Linked DNA regions of Sus scrofa: region 2 is linked to region 1. The links are chromatin contacts, called in public Hi-C maps. All regions are on one chromosome and are shown on one strand. The core of a region is the stretch at or near the end of the contact, and the rest is flanking DNA. Distances in the headings are between cores, read along the strand shown.

Region 1 (5,438 bases), core at 1,486-3,985:
CACCTTCGGCATAAGGAAGTTCCCAGGCTAGGGGTCGAATCCAAGCTTCAGGTGCCAGCCTACGCGACAGCCACAGCAACACCAGATCCAAGCCGGGTCTGTAACCTACACCACAGCTCATGGCAACGTCGGATCCCTAACCCACTGAGCGAGGCCAGGAATCAAACCTGCAACCTCATGTATACTAGTTGGGTTCGTTACTGCTGAGCCACAGTGGGAACTTCAGACCATGAAATACTTTCACAATGAACAGTTAAATACACAGGTATATGTATGTGTTTATATACGTATATGTTTGGGGGGTATGTACATGCAGCAGCTATTGATATTGTGACAACGGTCAAGGCAGGCATAAAGATACTGATACGGTGAGACCAGCGGAGGCCCTCCTGCACCCTTCCTGTGACCTCTTTACCCCTGTCTTCTCATCGTTCATTTGGGGTCACTTTTCCTCCACTTTTTTCTACATTAATGGTTCGTCATTGGAGCTACAGTATATATAAATGTAAAAAGTCAATGAATGAAAGGAATAAGGCTACTTAAATATTTCAAGCTGGAGGTGATGGAGGGCAGTTACTGTCTTATATGAGCCTCAGAATTTGTTGAGCTAGATTAAAAACATTTCTATCTGTATAGGTAAGTATTTACAAAGAATCACTTTTTAAGTAAAAAGGTCACCTTGTGGGCTCAGAAGATGGTCCAGTTTAACTGAGATGGCGAGAGAAGATTTACCTAAGTTCTCATACCTTAAGCACATATTGATAAGTGCTGTCTCTCATTGATGAACTTTTGATACAAAATAAATTCATGGCAACATTGTTCATTGTAACTTTTAAATAGAAAAAAAACTTATTTCTTAACTAAAACTTGAATGAACTGGTTATTGTTTATCCAAGCCTCAGCAGAGACCTGCAAAAAACACTGACAAGCTATGTCTGGAAGGAGCTTTGATTTTTTTTTTTTTTTTTTTTTTTTTTTTGGTCAACCTATTGACACCTTTCCCTGGTTCACAATGTCACGACTTTTGAGCCAGAGCTGACATCTCAAAGGTGCCCAACCCAGTGTGTCCTGTGAGCCTTAAAACGAAAACCCATGAGGAACCAGGCCTGGTACACACCTCGTGTTGCTCGTCCCCCCTCCCCTACCCCTTCTCAGGAGAGAATAGAGTGCTGCCAGGCTAAAGGGGTAGTACCAATGTCTATCCTCGGGATGTTTTCACAGGTTTGAATTGAGGTGAATATTCAAGATGAAAATGGCCATCTCTCTGCAGCCCCCTGCACATGATGCAAGCATGGGCGGGGAGCTTCTGTCTCTAAATTCAGCTCCCACCATCTCTGAAGTCACCACCCTAGTGGCACACTCTGGCTCTTTCAATGCAATCATTTGCTTAGTAATCAATCCATCCTAACCAACAAGGATCCCACTTACATGGTTCAACAGAGAATGCTCTTAGAATAAAACCCAGACGCCTTTCTTGTTCTCGTCTTTCTATCCTCATGCCTCACGTGCTCTTGGGGCCTCCAAGTTTTTTTTTCTGACCACCTGGCTTTTCTTCTTACTGTTGCTACTTTTTGGAATGTGCTTCCCTCAGCTATTTCTATCATTTAGATTATCTTTTTAATTTTTTTTGGTCTTTTTTTTTTTTTTTTTTTGTCTTTTCTAGGGCGGCTCCTGCGGCATATGGAGATTCCCAGGCTAGGGGTCTAATCAAAGCTGTAGCTGCCAGCCTACGCCACAGCCACAGCAACACCAGATCCAAGCCGGGTCTGTAACCTACACCACAGCTCATGGCAACGCCGGATCCCTAACCCACTGAGCGAGGCCAGGGATCGAACATGCAACCTCATGGTTCCTTGTCGGATTCGTTAACCACTGCACCACGACGGAAACTCCCTAGGTTCTTTTTTTAAATGGCAAATCCGCTGTCCTACTTCATCTGCCCTACTGTCTACCATGTCAATCTTTTTCTTTTTTCCTGGTACCCCTCAGACTCTCTAAATATCTAGCCTATTGATTTCTTTATTTGGGTATTTTCCATCTTACTTCATTAAGCTTCATGACGGCAGAAACTTTGTCTTGCTTGCCACATATTCCTAGTGCCTAGCGTGTAGCGGGTGTTCAATATCTACTGAATGAATGAACGAACCAGCAAATGAGAATTATCTCCAATGTTGACATAATCTGGAGAACACAAAGGATTGGGCTAACAATTTAAATCTCTCTTGTAAACAATAGAAAACCTCAGTGTAACAGACAGAGAACCATATTTCGGGAACCCTAAATAATTAGAAGCAGGATTTTTTTTTCTCCCCCAGAGGATAACGAAAGAGTCACCTCTCTAAGCAGATAATAGATCAATTTAGAGACAGCTGCTACAGGGAAGTCTTAGAGCCTGTGGCAGGTCCCCTGGCACTGAGACAGATTTCCAGAAAAGGATGCAAATTTTTGGAGAAAGATTTAAAACCAGGCAGGACCCTTTGGACTTAACTGTGAGTCTGTGGGACTGGGCCAAAGTCTCTGTGAGGAAAAGACCAAGTAGAACCTGGAATGAAACCAGAGCGCCCTTGTTTCGGCCCCTCCCCTCTACCAAACAGAGGTCAGTGCTCGGTGCTAAGGATCTGGGTGGGCCGAGCCTGCAGACAGAGGTCAGGGTGAGAGGTCAGCCCCACGTAGGGAGTGGCTGAAAAACAGTCCGTGTCCAAAAGAGGGGAGCAGATATTCGTCACCACAGCGATGTCCAAAAGGGCATTCACTGGGGATTAGGAAATACTATCTCCCAGGAGCACATGGTGTAACGGGTTCCTGTCCCACAAGAAAGTGTCCTCTAGACACCACCCCCAACACACACACACACACCCTGTCCTCCTCTCATACCTCTGCAGTTTCCTAATCCTTGCAATACCTTTTCCCACCTTTTAAAAAATTTTTTATTAGAGTTGATTTACATTATTCTGTCAAATTCTGCTATACCGCACGTGACCCGGTCATACATGTATACACACTCTTTCTCTTATTATCTTTCATCCTGTTCCATCACTGAGACTGGACACAGTTCCCTAGGCTGTACAGCAGGACCTCAGTGCCTATCCATTCTAAATGGAGTAGTTTGCACCTATTAACCTTCTCCCACTTTTTATGGGCAAACGCTGGCTCACTCTTCAGAAGCCACTCATCAGCTCTATGGTGGGCCCACGCAGCTACGCTTCCCACCTTCGCCTGGGACCTACTCGCACCCCGTGACACGCAGGTCGGGCACGGCTGCCTTGCACATCCTGTCCTGTCCCTGAACAGTCACGGTCCCTGTGCCCTAAAGAAGTCCTCAGGAGCAAGGGCAGCCGGGACGATCTTGCCCAGGCCCTGCCTCTCCAAGTTCACACTCTGCCAAGAGCCTGGCACAGGGAGAAGCCAGAGCGGTCAGACCCCGGCAGGGCTGATGCCTTCCTCACTGACCTTCACGGTCAGAACGGACCACACTCACCGCCTGATGTGGGGCCTGGCCAGCCCTCAGCATGTGACAGTCTTTTCCATTCAGGGCTCACAGGGGCGGCCAGCGGGTCTGTGCAGCTGCCAGCGTTTCCGAGGCTGCTGCTCCTCTTTCCTGTCTCGGGTTCAGGGCTCGCCATCCCTCTGACTGCAGAGCCATGCGCTCCATGTGGCTCCTCTCCGCTCGCCAGGCCTTCGGGCGGCCCCCGCGGCCAGAGTGGAGGCAACGCGGAGCTAGGTTTCGTGGAGCTGGACCGGGACAGAGGACGCGGGGAAGCGGGCTCCTCGGGGACCCAGCCCTGCCGGCCCACGCCTGGGACCCTTCACTTTGAACCCAGCGTGTGCTTGGCGGCGGAGACTCCCTAAGGCCCAAGGAGGCGTTCTGGGCGGGTCGAGGAAATAAGCAAATAATGATAAGACGCGGGTGCAAAGCCTTCTGCATTGAAATGGTACGGAAATTCCCAAAGGCGAGTTCCCTCTCTCCCTCTGAGGGACGTTCCCCTCCGTGAAGCACACGGAGCTAGGGGGTCCCGCGAAAAGTGCACGCGGGTGATACGTATCTGACACGGATGTGAACAGGTTTAGGTCTGCGATGGTTACCGCTAGAGGGACGTCCTCCCGGGACATTCTGGAACATCTGGGTCTAAATTCCGGTTCTGGGCTGTCAGTCAGTCTGTGACACTCTGCACGCCTGCATCCCATCAGCGGTCGGACGAGTCCGCCGACGGGCGATTAGGCGGAAGAATCTAAGAACAGCGCGACTGCTGACGGGGCCAGGTGGCTGAATCTGTACTGCTCGCTGTGTGATCACCGGGTGACACGAGCTCTCTGTGCCTTGGTTTGCTGTCATCTTCTACTGCGTAACAGGGGACACAGTACTGCTTACTTCAGAGGGCTGTGGGGAAGCCCAATGAAGGAACGGCCCAACCCTGGGACACAGGAGCCACTCAATGAATGCTACGCCCAAGTGTGCCATCACTCTGACGGGTGCGGTTCTGCGTTCCAGGGCGTCAAAGAGCACACGAAATCCAATACTCCAGTCCACTTTAAATATCTGAAGACAGCCACCATGAGCTGTGAGACAAATACCCCAGTTCTTTTCCGTTGCAGCTGTTCCTTCACCTCCAAACCGTCCAGAGGATTCTGTGCACCCAGGAGTTCTCTGCAATCCCACACTGCCCACCTCAGCTTTGGGCAGGGCAGTCCTAAGGTCCAGTTCTCCTGTGAATGGGAAGGAATTTTCTTCCTGCTTCCCACTGCCTCAGAGTCCACATCACTCTTCTTTGAGTGTCTCTGCACCAGGCCACCCCGCCTTCCTCTCTCACTAGCTAGAATGAGGCCCTTCTCCATGGAGGGTGTGTGTCACCGCCTGCAGCACCTACCCGGAGGCAGAGTCATGTGGACTGTGGCTGGTGCTCAGGGCCTGACGAGTGAGTGGTCGGTGGAAAGTGTACCTGCCTGTGACTGGGGGAACTGGGGTCATAATCACAGGGTCCCATCAAAATGGCCCTCCTAGGAGGTCCCATTGCGGTTCAGTGGTAAGGAAACCAACTAGTATCCATGAGGACATGGGTTCCATCCCTGAGCTCACTCAGTGGATTAGGGATCCAGCATTGCCTGTGAGCTCAGATCCCGCATGGCTGTGGCGTAGGCCAACAGTTGCAGCTCCTATTTGACTCCTAGCCTGGGAATCTCCATATGCAATGGTTGTAGTGCTGGGGGAAAAAAAAAAGTCCCTCCTGGGCATGCCTCTAGATTGTATACAGGTCTAGTTGCATACAGTTTCCCCTGATGGAGGCTGGATAAATGCCTGAGCTGCCCTTCTCCCTCCTCTTTTAGATGGGCTGTACCCAGGCAGGCCGAGGCTATGAAGGTTGGCTCCATGAGAAGATCCAGCCTCCACTTCCAACCTGGGACCACGCAAGGACAAGGGGGGCCTCCAGCACAGTGCTGAC
Region 2 (4,911 bases), core at 212-2,711, 400 kb after region 1:
CTCACTTTTTGGCACACATTTTCAAGATGTTATTCTTGGAGTTCTCTAGTGGCACAGCTGTTTAAGGGATCCAGCGTTGTCACTGCAGCCACTGGGATCACTGCTATGGCACAGATTTGATCCCTAGCCTGGAACTCCACATGCCATGAGTGTGGCCAAAAAAACAAAACAACAAAGAAAAAAAGAAAAAAGAAAAATATTTTGAAACGGAAGTATCAAGATACTCAATTCAGACCTGTTACATAATCTAAAATACCAGTAGAAGACATCTACATTTTTTAAATACTAGCGATTTAAAAATACGGTAATTGGAATTCTATAGAGGTACATATATTATTATTAATAAATTATATATACACAGCTTTCAGAGCACACAGAAAAATTCACATAAGCCTTTAGCAAAAAGACAAGTATTCTGGTTTTCTCTTTATTTTTAGTTCCATCATGGTAAGAACAAATTAAATAGCTTTTTAAACTTTTTTTAACTGACCACAAATTAAATAACCAACCTCTGCCTTAAGTGTAGGCAGATTATGTTTCCTCTCCCTGACTTTCTGAAGGTGAATCTGAGCCAAGGAACAGGGAGAGGAACAACCAGGGGGACAGTGAATCTCCATGTATCTCTGGTATTTAAATTAATCATTTGCAAAAAAAGCCTGCTGTACACAGAGAAATTTTCAAAAGGAATAGGTGTATAAGATAAATAAAAGCTTTCAAAGGAAATTTGAAGAGCCTTCCTTCTTCTCCCAGTATCACTTTTGAGGACAAGAAAAAAAGGGAAGCTCAAAGCATAAAATTCATTAATACAGATTCCTTGGGGATTAAATACAGAGAATGGAGGAAGATGCATAACCAAGGTACATGTTAAATATAACAGAAAAGGAAATTCATACAAGCAATATAAAAGATTCTTTCAAACACCAGTGAAGAGATATTAATCTTCAATTGCTAATAGTGCTTTTTTAATGCTTATGTTTTTTTACCCAAAATCATTTGGACTGGGGGGAAAAAAAACACATTGTTTTAATGTCATCCCAACACTGCATTCTATCTAGCAGGTATGGTTTACACAGCCCCTAACACACCACACCTGGCCACTAACTGCCAATCATTTTAGGGCTTTCTCAGGACTTGCGCGAGAGATTTGGCAGTAGATTAACAACCTATCCTTTTTAGTGGACACAAGTAAAGACCCAGGAGTTCCCACTATGCCATTGGTCAAAGCTGCAGCTCAGACTCAATCCCTGGCCTGGGAACTTTCATTTGCCATGGGTATAGCCATTAAAAAAAAAAAAAAAAAAAAAAGATGGCCCAAATGCAAAACAAAACCAAAAACAACAGTACTACCAAACTCATCTACTTAGTAAGCAAAACTTACTGCATGTTACTCACACTACCATAAAACTGGTACAGAGGTCAAGGTCCCCGTCTAGAGGCAACTGTGTGTGGGATGAGTAAGGGCTGAATGTGAATACCACACACCCCACTCACTCACCAACTCACTGCCTCGAGTCACTCCACAGCTACACCACTGTCAAGGCCATCTCCTCAGATTCAATCAAAGGCCTTGGCAAGAATCCTTCAAGTCTCTTCAACTTCTTACTATGCCTAGGCTTTTTATCTGCCTTTCAGACTTCTCCCAGCCCATGCTTAGGATACATCTATCATTCCTATATAAGGTAGTGAAGAGAAACTGGTTGTGTCCCAAAGTAGGTTAGATATGGCTTTTGGTGATTGATGTTGTTAATGCCAGTGACCATTATGTTAAAACACATTTGTTACCCAATATAATTCAAACCAGATCAAAATCCTAGTTGGCCAATTAATTTAAAAAGAGGGAATTTAAAGTACAGAATTTTTAAAAACTGATATACAGGCCTTAAACATTTACCTTAAGATATATACATGTAAACATGCTTGAGATAAGGTAAAATCTTCCTCTGAGACAAGGTCCCGTCTTTCTTATAAACCCACATGCATTATCACCAAGATTTACAATGTTGATTTCTTTAATCAGGAGAAGGAAATCTACCCAACCTCTTCATGGCAACTCAACTTTTATAGGGTCTAAGCAAACCTAATTTATCAGCAATTTAAGTCTTTCCAAAATGTGCACCTTAGTTTTCCTAAAGCTAATTATTTCATATTTAATGGGTTTATTTAATATTTAAATTAATTTTTTATTGAGAAAATAGCACAACTGCACAAACATGTCTGAAAAAGCGCAAACGTGTTCCAAGAAAAATACAACTAATCTGGTGTACTAGAGGGAAACACAAAGCAGCCAGGGAGCCACAGCCAACCAGGAAGGGTATTTCACAAAGGGCAAGGAGAGTCTCAGTTCATGTGGGTGTTGGTGAAATGACCAGGAGAGCTGCTTGTGCAAATGCTGGTGTTACCACCAAGGCATACCCTTAACACTTGAGCGCCAAATGGGGGTAAAGACAGGGAGGGACACGGCATTTTTCTAAATGCTTGATTTATGTTGAATGTGACAGAATTAACCTGAACTGTGTCATTTCCATTAAAAAGAAAAAAAGACTTGCCACCCAAGAAGCACTAATATTAACACATTAAATGTATAAGAAGAGATGAATGTTGCTTGTTCCTACAAGCCCATCCTCTGGAAAATCTGAAGAGTGATACTGTATATGTATGTGCATGTGTGGACATGCTAATTAATGTGCAGAGATGACCCCTATAACTCTCAATTATCTCATAATTAGCTTGGTGCCAGATAATTTTTTTTTTTTAAACTCTCCTAGGCTTAGCCCATTTTTCTTCCTTCATGCTCTCTGTAATAGAGCTGGGCCAGAGGCCTTCAGCACAGTGTCATCCTGGTGCTAGGCAAGGACGGCAAGATGCCAGCGTGGATGAAAAGGCAGAAGGATACACAGTCTACACTGCAGTTATCAAGAGGTAACGCCACTTAATCACCATTAGCCTTCCTCTCCTGGAAGCGTTCTTAAGAAATGTCCTAACAGGCAATATGGCTCTAAACCAGACAGCTCTGTATTTGCTCACATGCTTGTAAATATTACTATCATCCCTAAAAACAGCCCTATGGAGAATAACAAGCCACACACTGCTAGGGTAAGGTATTTTTTCCCCCTAGACAAAAACCCAAAGTATATACAGAGCGAAACAGCTATGTGTTCACTCCATCTTTCTAAAACCTAACTGGTTCGCATATTTGACACAAATTCTTTCTCTCCTGGTTCTTAAACTGCGTCAGGAATTCAGGTTTTGCTATGAATGATCATATTTGGTAAATGTCATAGAAACTTGTTTCCAAAATTTAAAAACTGATATGTACTTCTTGATTTATTAAAAATCAAAACTGTAATGTTCTTCATCATTTACTCCAAAAAAATGCCATTTAAAAAAGTGATTTAACATTTTTTTAATACTTTGAAGTATACGCACTGAATTTCTAAAGGAAATGGCATCCCCAGGAAAAGAAATTATACTCAGTTATATCAAAGCCCTTTTAGGCAGAATCAGTAACTCAAATTTTCCAATATGATAATATATTTTATTCGACAAGCTGCAATTCAGTCCTCATTTTTAGCAATCGAAACCACACTGCAGATAAAAGTCAGTTACTAGTACATGTCTACAGGAATAAATAATAGAAAAATAAAACTCTTAAAATTCACTGTGTGATATCATTTTATTCCCTGATGGAGGAGTAAGTGGATATTTCCAGGATAATTTCTATCTGTTCACAGGTGCTCAGTCACAATTACAAGCAGTCTAGGATCATAACTGGTGCTTAAAAGTTAATTAGCATCACTGTCAGCAATACACATATGAAAAGTTCCCTTCTCAACAGCTCCTGACTCTCAATTACACATCATGGGGACAAGGCCTCCACTTTTCCAGCACTGTCTCCAGTAATCCATCTCCAACTATACTACACTTCACAACTCCCTGAACACAGGGACCCTCTCCCACCACCATCCCTTTGTTCAGGCTGCTCCCAGCAGCACCCTGAATCTCCTCCCTGCCCAGCCCAGATCAGCCCCAGCCTGCTGAAATTCTACCCACACTTCTGCATTCATCTTAGGCATGGGCCGTATTTCTCCTGGTGCTTCCAACCTGACGTGACCTTCCCAGCCCCTGAAACCCCAGTACTCCCTTTTACATTTCTCTCCAGTTACTTGCCCTTAATATCTGTGTATCAGCAGCTATCTAAGCCCTGACCAGTTGTTAGCCTCGTAAGGCAGAAGCTGCGTCATCATGGGCAGCACAAAACGAAGGGATAATACCACTGGAGGTGCAGACTGGCAAAAACAAGCAAGTAGAGTATGGAAGGATGCCACGTATTACACCAACAGTGCCACCAACACTAACTGCTAAGAGATACTTCTTAATATCAGCAAACGAGTACTTAAAGCCAGTAAGTATAAACCTAATGCTCTGGAGAAGATGTACATGGACTGAACAATAAAAATATCAACAAATCTGAGGCAAGAAAAAATATATTCTGACACGATGATGATGCAGTGGAGTCTACTGAAAAGCATGTTCTATTTAACCAAAATACTGTAAAAACAAATTTGTTTGGGTTTTTTTTCCCAAATGTTAGATAGCAAGGTGAGGCAAATGTAAAAGCTGAAGATCAAAATAAGTCATTATTTTAGTGACCAAGCTGACTTTCAAACACCCTAAGTTGACAATTTACCAAAGTGAGGTTATATCATCCTTCAACACTGAGACTACACCACACCCATCCTGTCACCTGAAGCTATCTAGCCTGAAACAGACTATTTCAAGGCTTTGCAACACTTCAGAAGCAGTACACCTGCCCCTGTCAGTGGGGGAAAAGATTTAAAATGATTGCACATCATGTTCTCTCTCTTTTGGAAGGGCGGGCAGAGAGGCAGTGTGCCCACAGGGACTGAGGAA

The links. A called contact is a pair of places that touch in the nucleus more often than the background predicts.
Region 2: a Hi-C map of skeletal muscle shows a contact between it and region 1, with 2.9 times the contacts expected there. The contact joins two enhancer-like sites. A contact is called at or near these places in 1 of 47 Hi-C or Micro-C datasets (skeletal muscle) and 1 of 2 datasets of contacts at active chromatin or transcription factors (skeletal muscle).

What each region holds. Positions count from the first base shown.
Region 1 is chr11:14,958,611-14,964,048 of Sscrofa11.1, forward strand. No RefSeq gene overlaps it. Among named protein-coding and RNA genes, the nearest start is that of COG6, 390 kb to the left of the region's middle. Within about 2 kb of position 2,736, at least 5 of the 83 cell types and tissues checked have an H3K27ac peak or open chromatin away from gene starts, as enhancers often do. A contact at or near this core is called in skeletal muscle, where this site is marked.
Region 2 is chr11:15,358,775-15,363,685 of Sscrofa11.1, forward strand. The region is part of intron 1 of FOXO1 (forkhead box protein O1); the gene reads right to left. Among named protein-coding and RNA genes, the nearest start is that of FOXO1, 49 kb to the right of the region's middle. Within about 2 kb of position 1,462, at least 12 of the 83 cell types and tissues checked have an H3K27ac peak or open chromatin away from gene starts, as enhancers often do. A contact at or near this core is called in skeletal muscle, where this site is marked.